Linked DNA regions of Mus musculus: region 1 is linked to region 2. Evidence: chromatin contacts called from public promoter capture Hi-C data. All regions are on one chromosome and are shown on one strand. The core of a region is the stretch at or near the end of the contact, and the rest is flanking DNA. Distances in the headings are between cores, read along the strand shown.

Region 1 (6,412 bases), core at 2,029-4,528, 1.0 Mb after region 2:
CCAGTTACCCTGCTACAGCAAGCCCTGGATATCCTAACATAGCCAAAGTACAAGATGACCTTAAATCCAATCTTATAAAGATGATAGAGGCCTATAGAGAGGAGATATATAAATCCCTTAAGGAGAATACAATCAAACCGGTGAAGGAAACGAATAAAACTGTCCAAGACCTGAGAATGGGACTAGAAGCAATAAAGACAACACAAACTGAGGGAGTCCTGGAGATGGAAGGACTCAGGAAGAGGTTTTATGTCAAAAAAAGCAAGCTAAATCTAAAAAGTTCATGGCACAAAACACCCAAGAAATCTGGGACAGGATGAAAGGACCAAATTTAAGAATAATAGGAACAGAAGGAGAAGATTTCCAACTACAAGACCCAGACGATATTTTCAACAAAATCATAGAGGAAGCCAGGAAAAGGGGATGCTGATGAGCACAGGAAGCCAGGAAAAGGGGATGCTGATGAGCACAGGAAGGAGACTGACTTCTCTAAAACGCACTTAATAGAGCAAAGTAGACTTGAGATCTATGTTCCCAAATAGTTTTTCTGCCTCCCAAGCTGAAAGAAACTGAGCCCTCCAAGCCTACCTGGCTCTGGGGTTCAGAAAAGCAGCAAAAATAAAACCAGGCTCCTTAAAGGAGATGCTGGAAAACAGGCCTTGAGTGACAGTCAAGTTTTACAAAATCCTTGAAGATGCCGGGAATTCTGAACAATATACCCATCCCTTTAAGGTTTGCATTAATGTTTATGAAGCACTTGGCCAGAACCCCTTGCTTCCCCGAGGCTCTCTCTGGAAGGTGAAAAGTGTGTGATTTTTCCTTCATAAGATTTTTTCCCCATCTTGAACCCAGAGGAGCTACTTGTATTAAAATGAAACATTTAGTAACAAACATGTTGAGTGTGGGAGTGTTGGCCCGGAAGTCTGGCTCCCAGGATCCCAGCCCAACCGCCCTACACCAAGGTTTCTCAAGGCCGAACTGAAAGACGTGTCCCAGATGGGCTTCTGCGTCCCCTTGCTAACTTAAAAAAAAAAAACCAAGGCCCTGTAAAAATCTAGTTTCGAGGGTAGCTTTTCTGATAAGACAAACCTCTCTACCTGCTTGAAACCGTGTTCCTCAGACCTGTCCCCCCACCCCCCAAAAAACCAGGGGCTTGGAAAGAATCAAGAAGAAAAAGAGAGATGAGAAACTTGACGAGGAAGCTAATCTAGGTGCAGAATAGACTCTGTGTCTAGACTTTTGCTACATCTTATTCCAATGTTGAGACAGGCTCTCACATAGTCCTGGCTAGCCTCAAACCGTCCATGCAGCTAAGCCTTGAACTTAAATCCTCCTGCCTCTACCTCCACAGTGCAGGAGAATCTCAAAATGCAGGAGAATGCTACCTTGACCAGTTTATCCCACACTCAACCCAGGGCCTTATGCACATTGGAAGAGACTTACAGAGCTACAGGCCCAGTTCTCCACAACTTTCTTTTTGACCCTTCTGCAAAGACTCACTGTATTAACACTGATCCTAGACTCTGTCAACATGACTGTTTCTTTCACATATACGGCACAGAATATAAAAGGCACAAGGGACAGGACCTTGAGTTCATTACCACATGAGGATTATTGCATCTAGTTCAAACAGACAAAACAACTATGCAACAATGAAGGACACGTGGACCCTGAATGACATGAGAAGGCTTCTGGAAGGTTCTTTGTTTTTGTGTTTTGCAGTGTAGAGGTTGGACGCCTTGGGCTTGTACTTGCTAGACTGGTGCTTTCCCACTGAACCATATTCCTAGTCTAATTTTTTTTTTCCTCTTCCTTTTTTTAGTTCTATAATGGTCCTGTACATATGCTTTTAAAGCAGGTTTAGTGTCACATACCAAGATGTTTTCTAATACAACTATATATCTTGGATTAACTTGGAGACTGGGGTCGGGGTGAGGCCGGGGGTACAGGTAGGGAGGTGGTTAGGGACGAACACGATTGGCACAGAACTGACCCTTGTTTCAATGCTGGGTAGTGGGTGTCTCGAAGCTCCTTCTAACATCTCACCTAACTTGGTGTGTATGTTAAATCACCATACTAAAAGGTTTAAAGAACAAAGTATGGGTGGCACATGCCTGTAATCCTACCACTGGGGAGACGGGTCAGAAGGATAAGGAGTTTAAGGTCAGCCTTGTCTACATGGCAAGGCCAGCCTGGGCTTCATGACTCCCTATCTCAAAAATACAAACACTGGCAACTTAGTCTAGTTAGTAATGTCCTCCCTAGCACGCATGAAGTTCTGGATTCAATCCCAGCACTACACGAACAAAGTATGGTGACACAGCGCCCTCCTCCTCTGTAATTCCAGGATTTGAGAAGTTGAGGAGAGAAAGGATCAGGAGTTCAAGGTCATTCTTAGCTACAGAGTGAGTTCAAGGCCAGTCTGGGGTATATGATATAATGTGTGTGTGTGTGTGTGGTGGGGGGAATAAAATGGTCAATTCTCATTTACAAATAAAAAACGAAGGCTGATGTCCTCCAACCTACACTATAAACTTTGCATGCTGGAGGGACAGGGAGAGTTGGCGACCCTCAATCCACGTGTCCAGCCCTAACACCCTATTTGTAACCCAAGTCCCTGAGAGTGGTCCAGCTTGCATTCCCACGGTCCCCAAGCGTCCAGGGCTCTGCAAATCTATCGCGCCCCTGGGAGGTCACGGGAGTAACCCCAACTGCATTGCTTGAGGTCCCTATTGGAAGGGAGGGGCGCCGGGTGGCAGGGTCGCGGGTCCGTGGAGAACAAAGGGGGCGGGGCCCGCGCGCCACCTGGACCAGGTGTGTGTGGGCGGGGCCGCGCGTCACCTTAAGGATGTTGTCGAAGATGGTGTCGCGGAACTCCAGCAGCGCCTTCTGGTCGAACTCCCGGCCGTGGATGATGCGCATCTGCTTGAGGAAGGTGGACTTGCCGCTCTCGCCGGCGCCCAGCAGCAGGATCTTGACCAGCCGCCGCACCGCGCGCCGCTCGCGGGCCAGCAGCGCGTCGATGTCGCGGCTGCGCCGTCGGGCCTCGCGCTCCGCGTCGCGCGCCGCGCCCGCCCTGCGCTCGCGGGCTCCGGCCTCGGCCGGCAGCAAGCAGCGGCTAAGGGTCCGCACCACCCCGGACATGGCCGCCCTCAGGCCGCGGCCGCGCCCCGCTGGGGCCCGCGCGCCATGGACGCCCCTCAGCCGGCGCGGCCCTGCCGGGCCAGGCGCCGCCCCGCCCGCCGCTCCCTCAGGCTGCGTCCGCCGCCGCCGCCCCGAGGCCCTCACTCGCCGGGCCGGCTGAGGGGCGGAGGGGAAGGCGCGGAGGGCGGGGCGGCGCCGCGCAGAAACTCTTTTATTGGTTGGGAAGTCTTCTATCTTGGGCAGCGCGCTTTTTTACTGGACAAGCGTGCCTTGGAGGAGGCGGGCACTCCTGTGGTCCTTGGGGCGGAGCCGGTGCCGAAAAAGGCGGGATCTTTTCGATGAGGGAGCTTCTTATTGGACTGCTGAGCAAACTTCTTTCTTTCAGAATGAAAGGGAGGTGGGGCCATTGAGGAGGAGGAGCTGAAGCCCTTCGCAACCAATTAGAAGTGCTCTGATCGTTTGTCAGTCACAATAACTACGCTTGGGATTGGAAGTTGTGGGAAATGGGGCGAGGCCAAAAGTGCCAGGTGTACAGAGTGACTCTCTGCCTTGATTCCCAGGTTGGTCCGGCTGTGAGCCCAAGATGTGGCTGCAAAGTTGGGAAATAGCGATGAGGTCCTCCTGCTCTTAAGTTTAGGGAGAAAGCTCAGTCGTTTTCCTTCCAAAAACATTGAAGCAGGGTGGGTCATCATTTTCAAACAAAAGCTGCTTTGAGTGTTACATGGGCCCCAAATAAGGAGAAAACAAACAAACAAAATTATTGTATGGGTCTCCCTAGGCACTTTCTTAAAATATGATTAAGGGGAGATGGTTCAGTGGGAAAGAACTGTGAAAGTGTGAGGACATGAGTTCAAATTTCCAGTTGTGCCTGTAACCCCACCTCTCAAAACCCAAGATAAGACCAATTCCAGTAACTTGCTGTGCAGCTATCCTAGCCCCAATGATAAGCTTAAGGTTCAGTGAGAGAAGCTGTTTGAAACGTTACAGAGGGGAGGCAGTTGAGCGACTTCTTGGCCTTTGTATGTATGTGCACTGGCGCGCGCACACACACACACACACACACACACACTTGCACACACATGCACGAGCGCGCACACACACATCTGTGTTTGTCATAATCACTCAGGCAGTTTGATGTGGAATAGTGGTCTGAAGTGTGGTGTCTGAAGGGTGTTGGTGCTGCATGGAGAATCATTACAGAAGCAAGAGAATTGAGATGAGTTTGAAGCCAGCCAGGGCTACATAGTAACTCTCTCACCATCTTGGCTAGAGATGATGTTGCAAGAGGAGGTCAAGCTTGTGTGATATAATCCCAGTATTGAGAGAGCCCGAGACAGGAAAATATGGAATTTGAGGCCAGCCTGGACTAAAGCTTGACTCTGTCTCAAAATGTTTTTTTTCAATATGTGTACCTGTTCCATATCCCACTTTCTATTACAAACAGAAGACAACCTTTGGTGTTGGCCCTTGCCTTCCACCTTGTGTGAGGCAGGGTTTCTTATTGTTTGCCATTGCATATGCTGGGGTAGCTGGCTCAGAAACTGAAGATAGCCCATCTCTACTTCCCATCTTGCTTGGAGTACAGATGCCTGCTACTGCGTCTGGCTGTGTGTGGATTCTAGCGAATCTGAACACAGGTCCTCACTCCTTTGAAGCCAATGCTGTACCCACTAAGGGATCACCCCAGCTCACGGTTTATTGTCTTTTAAGAGAGGTCTCATTTATCTCAGGCTGGGAAAATTACAGCCAAGGATGACTTTAAACTCCTGATCTTCCCGCCTTTGCTTCCTAAATGCATGCCATGACACCTAAGAATATGTTTCTAAGACAGAAAATGGGGGAATCTGAACCCATGGACTAGAGTTCAAACCTTATTCAGTTTTAAAAACCTAAATTAATTCACAGTTTTCGGCAAATGCTCCAGACATTTACAAATAACTTTATAAATAGCTTGATGCTGGTGTTTATAGAATCATTAACTATTTTAAAGGGCCATTTAGCTTTTTTTTTTTAGTGACACATTGTGGTGTTTTATGGGAGAAATTATATACTGTTGATAGTATCTAATTTGGGACTTTGACAAGGGTTCTGGCCATATCCTTCACATTTGCTAAAAGGCTAAAGTGCTTGAAATAAACACGTGTATCCATGCACTCCATAATAGTCTCTTAATTACCCCTGGCATTTATATGGCATGCTGTAATTTCTAAAGTGCTTTACATACATTATCTGATGTCATCTGTTCTCTCCACACCGCTGGGAGAGAGGCAAGTTACAGGGTAGCTCTAATAAAACAATCGGAGGGCTGGAGAGATGGCTGGCTCAGTAAAGTGCCTGCCAGAGCAAGCGGGGACCCCTGACTTTTGATTCCCCAGAACCTATGGAAAATGCCCGGGTGCTAGTGTGTGGCTCCAATCCCTAGTGGAGGTCAGGAGAAGAGAGAGAGAGAGAGAGAGAGAGAGAGAGAGAGAGAGAGAGAATATCATTCTGGAAGCTTACTGGCCAGCCAGGCCAGCTGAATCAATGAGTTTCAGATTCTCCTGTGTCTAATTTGCTCTTCTGTACTCGTGATGACAGACCATGACCAAAAGCAACTTGGAGAGGAAGGGGGTTATTTTAGCTTACAGTTACAGTTTACCACTGGAAGCCAAGGCAGGAACTCAAGGCAAGAGGTTGAAGCAGAGACTGTGGAATACTACTGCCCACTGGCTTGTTTGCCTGGCTCCTGCTCAGCTAGCTTTCTTATAAAACCCAGGGCCACCTGTCCAGGGCTGGCACTGCCCGCAGTGGGCTGGGCCCACCTATGTTACATTGGTCTACAGAAGATGCCCACAGGCCAGTCTGATTCCTTTTCCCCCAAATCTGTCAAATGACAACTGAAGCTAACCATAACTGTATCAAAAGGAAAGAAAGGGAAATGATTGAAGAAAGATATTTAAAGTTGAGCTCAGACATCCACATATGTACATTTGCATGTGTGTGTGCGCGTACACACTACAAGTACATATTCACACACACACTCAAACATACCATACCCACCCCCCAAAGAATGCTGAGTTCCAAGCACTACCAGTGATTCTTAGGTGTAAGTATGGTTTGTCAATAGCAGAACCTGAACAGGAAGCCTGACCTGCTGCCTGCTTCATATAGTCTGTGGGTTCAGGGCGTGTAGGAGAGTTTGGAAGTTTTGCTTTACCATTTAGGGATGTGTGCCTTGGAATGAGTCATTTAACATCTCTGAAATGTGCTTTTCTTATCTGTAAATCAA
Region 2 (5,863 bases), core at 2,369-4,868:
ACCCTTTGCCTCTGCCTGCCACCCGCATCCCAGGCTCTCCCACCCAGCTCATCCTTAGGGACCCACCAGCATGGCCACCTTTGCTCTGCTTGCTGCATGTCCAGTGTCTGCATGTCTGTCTCTCACCATATTCTGTAACTTGAGGCTTGGTCCATGCCCCCAGCACGGGAGGGACGGCACCCAATGCTGGCTGAATGCACACCTAGGATCTACCTCACACCCAGCAACCACGTACTGTACTTTTGCCGAACAGGTTTCCCTCCCACCTCAGGTGTCCTGAAGTGAACCTAGAACATATGCCCATGATGTCTCAGGATCACTGAGAAGGCCAGCCAAGTACTTTAGATTTATTTTTAATAAAAAAATCTTCCCACAAGTGCTCCTGCACACCCAGGATTACTTGTCCTCATAACCGGCCGCTCATTTCCACTCAGTGGATGCAGCTGCTGCAGCCCAGCCCCGCTCCAGTGCCCAAGGCAGAACACAGTAGCCACGCAGGGAGAGTCCCTGAGACTTGAGTGCTGTTTCCAGCTTTGAGGACTAAAGGCCCTGGAATGAGCTCTCTCCTGGCGCTGGAAAGATGGGTCTCAAAGGCCCCGCTCACCGAGCGTCCATACGTCTGTGTCTGGCACTGCTAACGGCAGGTCACCACACCTGGCACAGCCGGATCACTTCCTTCAATGCCTTGAGCCTCTCCATGCTCTTGTCTTTCACAGCCATGGCCAGCAGGACGGCTCTGTTTCCTGCTTCTTGCGACACAAATGCTACCAGGTTCTTTGCAAAGACATGGATGAGAGGCTGGGAGGGAGGGAGAGGAAGACAGGGTTGTGACTGCAGGAAACCTCATCTGTTTTTATTTATTTATTTTGGTTTTTTGAGACAGGGTTTCTCTGTGTAGCCCTGGCTGTCCTGGAACTCACTTTGTAGAGCGGGCTGGCCTCGAACTCAGAAATCTACCTGCCTCTGCCTCTCAAGTGCTGGGATTAAAGGCGTGCGCCACCATGCCTGGCTCTGTTTTGTTTTTTTTTTTTTTTTTTAAAGACAGGTTGTCATTTTTTGTAGTATCATGGAACTCATTTAGCCCAGGTTGGCCTTGAACTCATGGCAATCCTCCTACCTCAGCCTCCTGAGAGCTGGGATTTCTGGACATGTGCTATCATATCCAGTTTCATTTCTTTGTCCTTTTTTTTTTTTTTTGAGTGTGAGCATGTGCACGTCTGAGGCGGCCTGGGGACAACCTCAGGAATCATCCTGAACACCAGCCGTCTACTCTGGGACAGCATCTCTTCTTGACCTGTAAGTCACTAATTAGGCCCAACTGCCTGCCTAACCAGCAAGCCCCGGGATCCTCCTGTCCCCGCCCTCGCCGCAGGGTTTCTTCGTTTTCCCTTTGGGGGACAGGGTCTCTCCAAGCAGCCCTTGCTAGAACTTGGTATGTAGATGAAGCTGGCCGCACACTTGCACAGACCGGCCTGAGTCAGCCCCCAGCGCTGGGAGGAAAGGTCTGCACCACGCTGAGCCCCACACCCAGCTTTCTTGTGAGTTCTGAGGACTCTCAGGCTGTGCTTGCAAGCACTGTATGAACTGAGCCACTTCCTCAGTCTCCATTGCTGAGAGCTACTTAGTCATTCATTCATTTGGTTTTGTTGAGACAAGAGCTTACTATGTACAGCTGTATTAATTGCTGTTGAGATGAGAGCTCACTACGTAGCCCTGTCTGATCTGGAACTTGCCATGGAGATTAGGCCTACAATCATCTCCCAAGTGCCAAGATTAAACATGAGCACATGGCTAATTAGGCTCTACTAAAATTATAAATGACTATTATAACATTTTATATAGATATCTTTATGTATCTATATAGAATATAATAAACATATCATATATAATATTATATATATTATATTTATGATATATATACACATATACACACACATATAAAAGAATACAACTTGTAGCAGTCAGCTTTCTCTGTCCACTGTGGGATTGTGAGACTGTACTCAGACTATCAGGCTTGCATACCCTTTAGCCCCTGAGCCAACTCAATGCTCCCTGCCTTTCTAACAGAGGGTGTCATGTAGCCCAAGCAAGCCTTATGGGAATGAAACTGAACCCTGATTCTCCTGATCCCACCTCCCAAGTGCTGGGACTACAGCAGCCAGCATGTCACCATAACCAGTAGTTTGCTTTATTTCTTCTCCTTCTTTTTTGCTTATGCAGGGAGAATAAGGTCTATCCCTTAGCTGGCCTCAGCTCAGTCTGATCACAAACTTGTAGCAATTTTTCTGCCGCAGCCTCCCCCTGAAAGGATTACAGGTGTGTATAGTCACACTGGGGACAAACACTGTCTGCTCCTAATGCTTTCCTTAAGAGACCTAGGCCAGCGTCTCACGCTTTCCCCAAACCCCCTAAGCTAGGACAACAGTGATTCAGAGCACCACGTGGACTGCATAAAGCAGACAGAGGGAACTGCCCAGGAGGCAGTATTAAGACTTTTCCTTGGTACCTCTGCCTACCGTCTCTCTGGTTACTCCTAATCAAGACAGACAGGCCTGCAAAGGGAACTGTTGTCAAGACTCAAGAAGCAGACATAAACATAGAGCCATCAGGACAGGGTCAAACTGAGGAAATGGCTATGTCATAAAAATCAATCCCTCCCCGAGTGTTGAGTAAAATGCTAACACGCTGGGAAAAGCATCACTCGAGCCAGCCAGGACACCCTCAGTCCAGAATGGCCCTGGAAAATGCTCACTGCGCATAGTTTGGGTACGTATGGAGTTGTGCCTATCAGGCACCCCATATCCCTATGGACAAATGACAGCAGAAAAAAAGATGCTCTCAACTCCCATTACCTCGTCCTGCCCGAGGAGGACTCTCGTGGTGAGCACTGGCTTGCTGATGTCATTGGCCACATTGCTGGGCTCCAAGGACACTAGCGTACCCATCTTCCCGAACTGGGTCACCACAACTAGGATGTGGCTGCTGAAGGCCGTGCAGACCACCTGGGTGGGCACACCGCACACCACTTCTGTCTTCTGTTTAGATACTACCAGTGGTTTGTCTTCCATGGTCCCGTTCTTCAGCGGAGGCTTTAGTTTTAAAAGAAAAGAAAACAAGGGATGGAGCAATCAGAATCGGACACAACCTGGAGCTCGACAGCAGAAATGACAAGCGGCCCATTCCAAGCTGCACGTGGTGGCACATGTCTGCCATCCCAGGACAGGGGACGCTGAGGCTGGAGAAGTCCCAGTTCGAGGCCAGCCTGAGCTACATGGGGGAGACCCTGTTATCAATACCACGCCCCAACCCAAAAGCGAGTGCGCGCATGCTCGTGCGGGCTTTTGTGAGCGTCTTTGTCCCGCCGCACTGCTTGCGATGACCGCCATCCCCGCGACTAGCTGTCCCACTTCCAGATTATCAGGGATGAGGAAAACGGCCGAGCTCACCGGGGAGCCCCGACGGCGCAGGACTGGGGATGGCTGGATCACTACTGACAGCAGTTGGGACCGAAACCCTCGGCAACCAGCGCTCACCCCACCAGCAGCGCCAGAAAGCGGTTTCAGGGAGCAACTAAGCCAGCAATGGTTTAGCAGAAGTCCCGGCGAGAACTTCCGGTTCCTGTCCGTTGGGCCTAAGGTCCGTAGGCCACGGCAGTCCCAGGGCCTAAGGTTCCGTGCTGCAAAGGAGCCGTCCAGGCTTCGTGTTAAAGGGACAGTGTGCCTCTCCGAGCTCCAGGATCTCGGTGGCGGTGCTTGACCACCTGTGTAGGGAGCTTTGTGTCCTAGCTGTGGACACAAAATAATATTTGTTTTAATATTATTAATATTTTAATATTTGTTTTCACTTGGTGTGTACCTGGCTTTGGCTAAGGCACACTTAATATACAGTAACTTGTTTCGTCTGTTTGTCTGTCAGTTTTGCCTCTTTTAGTCACGGTATCTCCGTGTAGCCCTAGTTGTCCTGGAACTCACTATGTCGACCAGGCTGGCCTCAAACTCACATATCCTCCCGAGTTCTAGGATTATTTCCTCCTCCTCCTCCTCCTCCTCCTCCTCCTCCTCCTCCTCCTCCTCCTCCTCCTCCTCCTCCTCCTCCTTCTTTTCCTCTTCTCCTCCTCCCCCTCCTCTTCTGTTTTTTGAGACAGGGTCACAAGTACCCTAGGTTGATCAAGGAAAATATTGAACTCCTGATTCTCCTTCCAAGTGCAGGGATGACAGGAACACACCCCACACATGGTTTGCTGGTGTGGGGATAACATCCAGGAGTTTATGTATGCTACGCAAGCATTCACAAACTGAGCCAAATCCCAACCATCATTTTTTTCTCCTTCCCTCTTTCTTTCATTTTTTTCCTTTTTTCTTGTGGGTATCGAGGAGCAAGTCTCATTTACACTAATTATTGTTCATCTTGCAGAATACTTAAAAGAATTAAACAGTATTTGTTTGTTTGTTTATTTATTTGCATGAGTATTTTTGCCTTCCTGTATATGGTGTCATGTGCATGCAGTACCCACAGAGGCCAGAAGAGGGTGTTGTGTTTCCTAGATTTGGAGTTACAGACAGTTATGTGCTGCCATGTAGGTGATGGGAACTGAACCTGGTCCTCAGCAAGAGCAACAAGTGGTGCTCTTAATGGTGACCTGTTAAATCAAAGCACTTTTTTCTTAAAATTATAGACTGTAAATTGAGCATATCCCCCTTCCCTCTATCTTCCCTTTTCTCCCCTCCTTCCTGTTTGTTTTCTTAAATGTACACCACACACACACACACACACACACACACACACACACACACACACACGGTTCAGTGTGACTATGTAAAATCTAGGCCCCACCAGTCAGAGAAAACATATGGTGTCTGTCTTTCTGAGACTGGCATAATTTGCTTAACACGATTATCTTCGGTTTCATCTACTTTCAAGAATAACATAAACTCACTCTTTTGTGTGTGGGTTCCTGTGTGTGTGTGTGTGTGTGTGTGTGTGTGTATACATATGTATGAAGGTCAGAGGTCAGTTTCCTCAGGCCCCTTCTACCCTTCTTCTTTCTTTTGTTCTTTTCTCTCCTTCTCCCCACTCTCTCTTATTTCCTTTCTTTAGGCAGAATCACACTGTGTAGCCTCGGTTGGTCTGGAACTCATTACGTAGACCAGGCTGGTCTCAAACTCAGAGATTCACTTGCCTCTGCTTGGGCGAAAGGTGTGGCTGCCACCATGCCCGTTATACCTTGTTTCTTGAGCCAGGGCCTAGAGCTTACTAATTAGGATAGGCTGGCTGTCGGCAAGGCTGGGGATCAGGTCTAGGTTTGTTCCCTTTCCCTAGTGCTGGGATTGTAGGCTGTACCAGACCTCCTGGATTTTCAATATGGCCTCTATTTTGTTTGTTTTGGGTTTTTGGTTCTCTCTCTCTCTCTCTCTCTCTCTCTCTCTCTCTCTCTCTCTCTGTGTGTGTGTGTGTGTGTGTGTGTGTGTGTGTGCTTGCAAGGCCAGATCTTAACTGACTGAGCCATCTCCCCAGACCCATCTCATTCTTCTTCATGGCTGAATCCCCACTGTGTATACACTACATATTTTCCTTACCCATTCCTTTGTAGTATGCCTAGATCATTTAATCTCTGCAGCTCCCTAAGACAGAAACACCGTGAGTGCCCTTTGAAAATAAAATGCTTTGACCCCACCCTCACCTTCCTGGACATTCAACTTGATGCCTGGCCCGGCTCCCTGACTCTTGTTGAGACCCAAAGGATGCTGGAACCTGGGTCACTGACCCTTATCAGGTCCCAGCTAATGCCTGGAACCCCTGATCCTCACTGAGGCTCAGGGGAAAGTAGGAGGAAGCCCTGTCCTGCAGGGTGAGTCTTGCACCC

What was found. Promoter capture Hi-C pulls out the DNA fragments that hold promoters and counts their contacts.
Region 1: a promoter capture Hi-C map of neutrophils shows a contact between it and region 2, with 2.9 times the contacts expected there. The contact joins the promoter of Gna12 here to the promoter of Psmg3 in region 2. A contact is called at or near these places in 4 of 39 promoter capture datasets (hippocampal neurons, liver, neutrophils and 1 more) and 1 of 115 datasets of contacts at active chromatin or transcription factors (pancreatic cancer cells).

Annotation. Positions count from the first base shown.
Region 1 is chr5:140,827,153-140,833,564 of GRCm38.p6, forward strand. Gna12 (guanine nucleotide binding protein, alpha 12) reads right to left here and starts at 3,279. Exons shown (of 4, transcript NM_010302.2): 1 at 2,842-3,279. The coding sequence starts at 3,144.
Region 2 is chr5:139,823,276-139,829,138 of GRCm38.p6, forward strand. Psmg3 (proteasome (prosome, macropain) assembly chaperone 3) reads right to left here and starts at 3,619. Exons shown (of 3, transcript NM_025604.4): 1 at 3,447-3,619; 2 at 2,853-3,089; 3 at 338-798. The coding sequence starts at 3,068. The coding sequence ends at 646.